Regions from separate parts of the Muntiacus reevesi genome. Here region 1 is linked to region 2. The links are chromatin contacts, called in public Hi-C maps. All regions are on one chromosome and are shown on one strand. Each heading gives the region's core, a stretch centred on a gene start, on an enhancer-like site or on the middle of the called end of the contact. The rest is flanking DNA. Distances are from core to core; before and after follow the strand shown.

Region 1 (3,010 bases), core at 385-2,884, 140 kb after region 2:
CTGAGACCCTCCTGGCTCCTTCCTCAAGCTACCTTTCCTGGGTCTGGGAGCTGGCGGTGTGAGGTCCTTAGAGGAAGTGGCTGGGACGCTGAAGACCCCAGGGTTCCTGTTGTGGGGATCAGCTGCTCACAGAGATGTCTCCACACAGCTTCCCAGCATGCCCTGAGAGCTGGGCACAGGCTGGCTGTCTGAGGCCTGGTAGGTCCTGCTTGCCTTGGGGAGGACTGGTATTCCTCCTGGGAGTCTCCAGGAGGGCATGCAGATATGCAGTGACGCTTCTGGGAACAGCTCTGAAGGAGTGGAGACTGAAGCCAGGGAGAGGGTAGTGGGGCTGTGGCTGGGGATCACAGACGCGAGCCATATGGGGGTCCTCAGTCAACCAGTCCCCGAGACATTCCAGGTCCGCCTGTGAATCCCCTCACGTGGGCTTCTCTCACCTGGGAAAGTGGCAGGTCACCTCCTCTGGGGCCCCGAGACCACCCACTGCAGCAGTACCCTTGTTTAGACACGCACAGGCTGTCTCCCAGGAGCTGGCAGGCTCCAGGTGAGAGCTCTGTCTCATTCGCTCCCCCAGGCGTCTTCAGCTTCTAGACCAGTCCCTGGCCCAGGAGAGTCCACTCTGCTCTGGAGGTCTGCGTGGCAGCTGGATGGAGGTCACTTGGGTGGCCTCAGCTTGGGGACTGGGATGCCCAGGGGCTGGAGCGTGCCACAGACCCGAGTTGGAAAAGGCAGTCTGTGATGTGAAGAGGGGCGGAGGTGAGGAGGCTATGGTAGCTCCTGCAGAATGGGGTGCAGAACAGAGTCCCCGAAGCTGTGGGGCTGGAGGGGAGCCAGAGAGAGCTCATGACCACGGCAGCATCTGCCTGTGGCCTGGAGAGGAGCCGGCTGCCACCCAGTACCCCCTGCACCTCTCAGCCCTGATGGGACACCAGGGCACCGACTGCACCAGCGGAACGGACAAGGGTGGCTGGGCATCTGCTGCCACCAAGCGGCGGATTGCAAGGTCGCTGGCTCAGAGAGCGCCCAGGGCCCACGGTGTCCAGGAAGCCCCTCGCAGGCCCTCCGAGGACCCGGGTCCTGGTCTTCTCACTTCTCCGTCTCTTAATTAAGGAAACTAGGCTCCTGCCTCCTGTAAGGAAACGCGGACGTCCTGGAAACGATCTCCCAGGCTCAGGATTGTCCAGGCAGAGGAAGGAGGCAGAGTCAGGACCAGCGGCGGGTGGGGACGCCAGGGCCCCCGGCCGCCTTCCTGCCCAGTTCCTCCTCCTCGGAGGTCTCTGCAGACCCGGGCCTAAGGGGTGAGGTCGGCAACCCCTGGCTCAGCTGGAAAATGTCTCCCTCAGGGCAAGGCAGCCTCGCGACCTCAGTCCTGCCATCGCGAGGGAAGGAGCAACCCTGGCCTCCGTCTACCTCCCTCCGATACTGCCACAAGAGGGAGGTCACCTCACAGTCTGGGGGTCGAGTCCAGCGCCCCGGTGGGAGTGAGAGTTTGGGTCCACAGAGGTCTTTGGGTGGTGCTGGGTCATTGAAGAGGGGGCCCCTGGGACCTGTCTTATCTGGGCGGGGCTGCCCGGGGCGGGGTCCTGGGGGTGTGTCTTGTTGTGGGCGGGGTCTGTGTCGGGGGCGGGGTCTGGCGCGCCGGCCGCTCATTTCCGCCGGACGCGCGGCGTCTGGGCGGATGGAGGCTACGCGGAGGTCGCGGCTGAGTCTGAGCCGTCGGAAGCCACCCTCGAGGGCCAGGTGAGGTCGGGGGCTGGGGCTGGGGACGGCGCGGACCTGGGGGCGGGAAGCGTCCCGGGTGGGGCCTCGTGTCCCCGGCCAAGTGGTAGCCGGGTGTCACGTCCCCACGTGCTCCCTGGAACCCGCCTCGAACCCGCCCCGTCAGCCCTCCTCCCACCCCACTCCCTCCCGGCTGCAGAGCTGCACCCCTAGTCTCTCCCCGCTGAGTCCTCCTTTCGGTTCCCCGAGGGCTTCGCTCCCCGCTTCCCCCGCGCTGAGTTATTATGCCCACCCTCGCCGCCCCAGACCTCCGAGCAATCCCCACGGGTCCCTCCCGGACGGCGGCGAGTGCGAGAAGCTGTGGACTCAGTTGCTGCGCATCGCAAGCGCAGACCTGAACGTGGACGGCGAGCTGCCGCCGCTGCCCGCCTTCCCCGGCCAGGTGCGTGTGCAGTGGCCCCCGCGTGGCCCCGGGTCTCCAGCTGGGCCAGGGCGGGCAGGCGGGCGCGGTCCGACGATCTCTTCTTGCAGGAGCCCAGTCGCACCCCTGAGCGCCCGCCCCCGGAAAGATTCACCGTGGGAACCGAGACTTTCTTCTGGACGCCTTTCCCGCCGCCCCCGCCGGGGCGAGGCGGGGACTCGGGCGGCCCCGATCTTGTGCTCAGTGCGGCCCGGGGGCGCACGGGGTCCCCCCAAGAACACCCAGCGCCCCAGCTCCGCGGAACCCCCAGCGCTGAGGAGCAGCCGTTGGAGGAGCAGCCCTCCCAGCGACAGCCGTCGGCGGACACGGCGACAACCCTGCAGAGCTGTCCCATGTGCCAAGTCGACTTCTCCCCCGGGTGAGTGGCCCCCTGGGCCTCCCTCCCCTCCACTGCCACCCCTGTGGCCCCTGCCCTGTTTGGAAACCACAGGCAATTTCTGAAGGCTAGGGTACTTGAGCTCAACTTTGACTTTTTAAAGTGAAATTTCATGCATAGAAAGTTGGCAAAGTGCAGAGGTGGTGCTGATCAGCCAGAGGGCACAGGGCTGGGTTTGAAGGTCCCCCTGCAGGTACACCGGCCTGGGGCCCTGCTGACAGGCTGCAGCCTCCCAGACGTGGCCCCTACAGTGGGAGGGCAGGGAGGCTCTGGCTCTAATGGGGTCCACACTGACATCCGGGAACTTGGTGGTGACTGGCATCCTCTGGTGAGACTGCCTCCAGGGCCAGTTTGGGCTGTGGGTCACAGAGCAGTTTTTTGTTATGGTTCCTCTGGCAACCTTCCCCGTGGGTGGACTGCCAGTTTTAGAAATG
Region 2 (2,836 bases), core at 179-2,678:
GACTGTCCAACTGGCGCCTGTCACTCAGATCACATCACCCTGTTCTATTTTGTTGGACAATCACTTCTGACTGCTTTCTGCCTCATTTCTCTATTTCCTCCTACTAGAATGCAAGCTCCTGGAGAGGGAGCCTTGTCCCTCCGCTGCCGGTCCGATATCCACCAGGCCCGGGACAGAGCTAGCAGTGGGTTAAGTTCTCTGTCAGATGTCACTGACTCAGGCTCAGCCACAAAGGAAACAAAGAAAAAAGCAAGATCAAACTGTTCCAAACAGAGACCAGTAGTATCACTTCTGCGAGTCTGTGTGCAGAGTATCAGTCATCACTGCACCTGTCTGTGAAGCTGTCCCCACACAGACGCATCCCACACAGAGGACAGTCCTGCCTGGCACCCTCTATGTCTACCCTCATTCCCCCGACCCTTTCCCCTGGGTCCCGAGACTGGTAATTTCCCACACTTTCATCCTCCGATGCTGTTCCCTTCGCTGAAAAACCCTTCCAGACCTCATCCACCCGAGTGCTCGGTCAGGGATCACGGCTGGCTCCTTTCCCTGGGCATGACCACCTTCCCGTCTCCACCACACCTGCACCACCAAGACCTGGGGGCCCTATATTCACCTACGAGGAGTGCGCCACCTTACACATCTCCGGGAGTGAGACCAACCCGACCAAGTAGCAGGCGCCCCGGGACGCTCCCAGGCCCAGGTGCCTGGGGCAGGTTTCCGGAGGCAGCTGTGGGACAGGCGGGGCGCCGTCGGGCGGGTCAGCCCGAGCGCTCGGGAGCTTCGGTTTGCAGAAGGGCCAGGACTCGACCCCGAGAGACCCAAGTCCACCGCGGCGTTTCCTACCCAAATCCCGCAGGCCACCCTGGATCGGCGAGGACACCGAAGTCCCACGGCCCCGGGCAGGCAGCCGACCCCTCCCAGGAGGCGCTACCAGGGGACTGGGGCCGGTCACCGCGGCGACCCCTGGGGTCCGGCCCGGCCCCAGCCTCACGCGCGCCCCTCAGGACCATGGCGCCCGCCTGACCCCCGCCCCGCCCGCCAGCACCTCGCGGTCCACTGCGGCCGAGCGCGGTCTCCCGGGGGCCGCGGGAAAGAGGACGCGGGTGGGCTGCCGCGCCGGCGTTTCGCTAGGTCCGGGAAGGGGAGACCGAGCACTTCCGCTCAGTCCTGCGCGGCACCGCCTCCCGGGCTTCCAAGATGGCCGCCGAGGCGGGGCCGAGAGCCTCCAACCATTTCCGCTTCCGGTGCGAGGGCCCAGGCCGTTGGCTGGGCTGTCACGTCGGCGGAAGAGACATAAGCGGCGGAAATTCGCCGTGCTGCGCAAGCGCATTCGAGTCCTCTGGCTCCCGGCCCAGATAGTTCAGCTCCAGAACTTGGTAACGCCCAAGGACTGACTAGAGGCCACGCCCCTTCACAACCAACGAGCCAGTAGAGAAGAACTATGCGGTTGCTAATGGAAACCTCTAGCGGCAAGATGGCGTCCGCCAGTGAGGGGCGCGCGACCACCTGCATGCCGCGCCGGGAGCTTCCAGGGAGGCCACCGCGGGACGGTAATGGCCGACTACACTACCGGGCCTCCGCCGGGAAGGGAGGGAGGCGGACAGGTCCGGGCACTCGCTGAGCATTCCCGCACCTTCACTACGAACCCAGCTTGCACCCCTGGGAGCTTTGTCGTCCCCAACTCAGGTGTTTGGGTGCCCATGGTATGGGCGGGGTCCCAGGCCCCGAATAGCAGAACCGGCTGGGGCCTGGAGACCCAGTTGGGAGGAACTGAGGACCTCTCCAGACCCAGGTTGGCGGGGCGGGCGCCTCTGCACGGGTTGGGCGCTCAGCATGTCTGCTGTATAAATGGATGAACAGGGAGCACTGTGACCCAAACAGCCTTTGGGGAGCAGTGTGGGTGAGGCTCACTAAGAGGTCAAGACAGACATCTGGAATGTGCGTGCTGGTCGTCAGCCACGTCATCTGTACCTGGTGCTCACCTGGGTGTCCTTTCAACCTTCAGGTTATGGTGTCTACGTTTATCCAAATTCTTTCTTTCGATATGAAGGAGAATGGAGAGGAGGCAAGAAACACGGTAAGGACAGGCTATGGCCTCTTGCTGTAGCCATTCCACTAACAGCACACATCCCAGAGGAGCTGGGGCCACGTGAGTGCCCACCACACCAGGCCCTTACTCATGCCAGCTGCACCAGGCCCTCACTCATACCCATGAGGGGCCATCTCCTGCAGAGTGGGGGACCCATTCAGCTGCCTTGGTGCTGATGAAAACTGTCTTTATTTTTTCCTTGAATATGAAGAGCCTGACCATTTTTATAAAAAAAATCTAAACAGCAAGGAGAACAAATAGCAAGTGAGAGTCCCCTGGCGTCCACCCCAGAGGCAGACCTGGACTTTCCAAAGTTTACCATCACAGTTTTATGCCAGTTTGGGGTTCTGTCTGCTCGAAGCCTCTGCCTATTTTTCTGCCAGAGGATTGATCTTCCAGTATTTTCTCATGAACTATTTCTTTATCAATTGGCTACCAGTGTATTTTGAGACTTTTGACTTTTATGGTAGTGTTTTTGCCACATGGGTGTTTCTCCCTTTTGTGCTGAAATCTTCCTGACCTGGACAAAGTGGTCCCTTCTTTTAAAAATATATTTTTCAGTGTCACCCCATGCTTTTCTCTCTCTCTCTCTCTCTCCCCCCAACATCCCTCTGCACCTGTGCTGACAAAGGCAAGGTGGCCATCAAGTGCCCTCTGAGGAGATCTAGAGGCAGGATCCCTGAGCTTTTGATGGCCCGGACAGAAGCAAATACAAAGACCTTGCGACCTGCTCTTCTCCCTGAG

The links. Hi-C and Micro-C count contacts between places; a contact is called where the count stands out from the background.
Region 1: a Hi-C map of blood shows a contact between it and region 2, with 2.8 times the contacts expected there. The contact joins the promoter of FAAP20 here to the promoter of MORN1 in region 2. A contact is called at or near these places in 2 of 3 Hi-C or Micro-C datasets (blood and muscle).

Annotation. Positions count from the first base shown.
Region 1 is chr5:96,558,274-96,561,283 of mMunRee1.1, forward strand. It overlaps FAAP20 (FA core complex associated protein 20), which reads left to right and starts at 1,635. Exons shown (of 4, transcript XM_065935921.1): 1 at 1,635-1,740; 2 at 2,026-2,161; 3 at 2,251-2,558. The coding sequence starts at 1,679.
Region 2 is chr5:96,417,631-96,420,466 of mMunRee1.1, forward strand. It overlaps MORN1 (MORN repeat containing 1), which reads left to right and starts at 1,429. Exons shown (of 14, transcript XM_065936867.1): 1 at 1,429-1,553; 2 at 2,009-2,080. The coding sequence starts at 1,445. RER1 (retention in endoplasmic reticulum sorting receptor 1) reads right to left here and starts at 1,211. Exons shown (of 8, transcript XM_065935918.1): 1 at 1,049-1,211.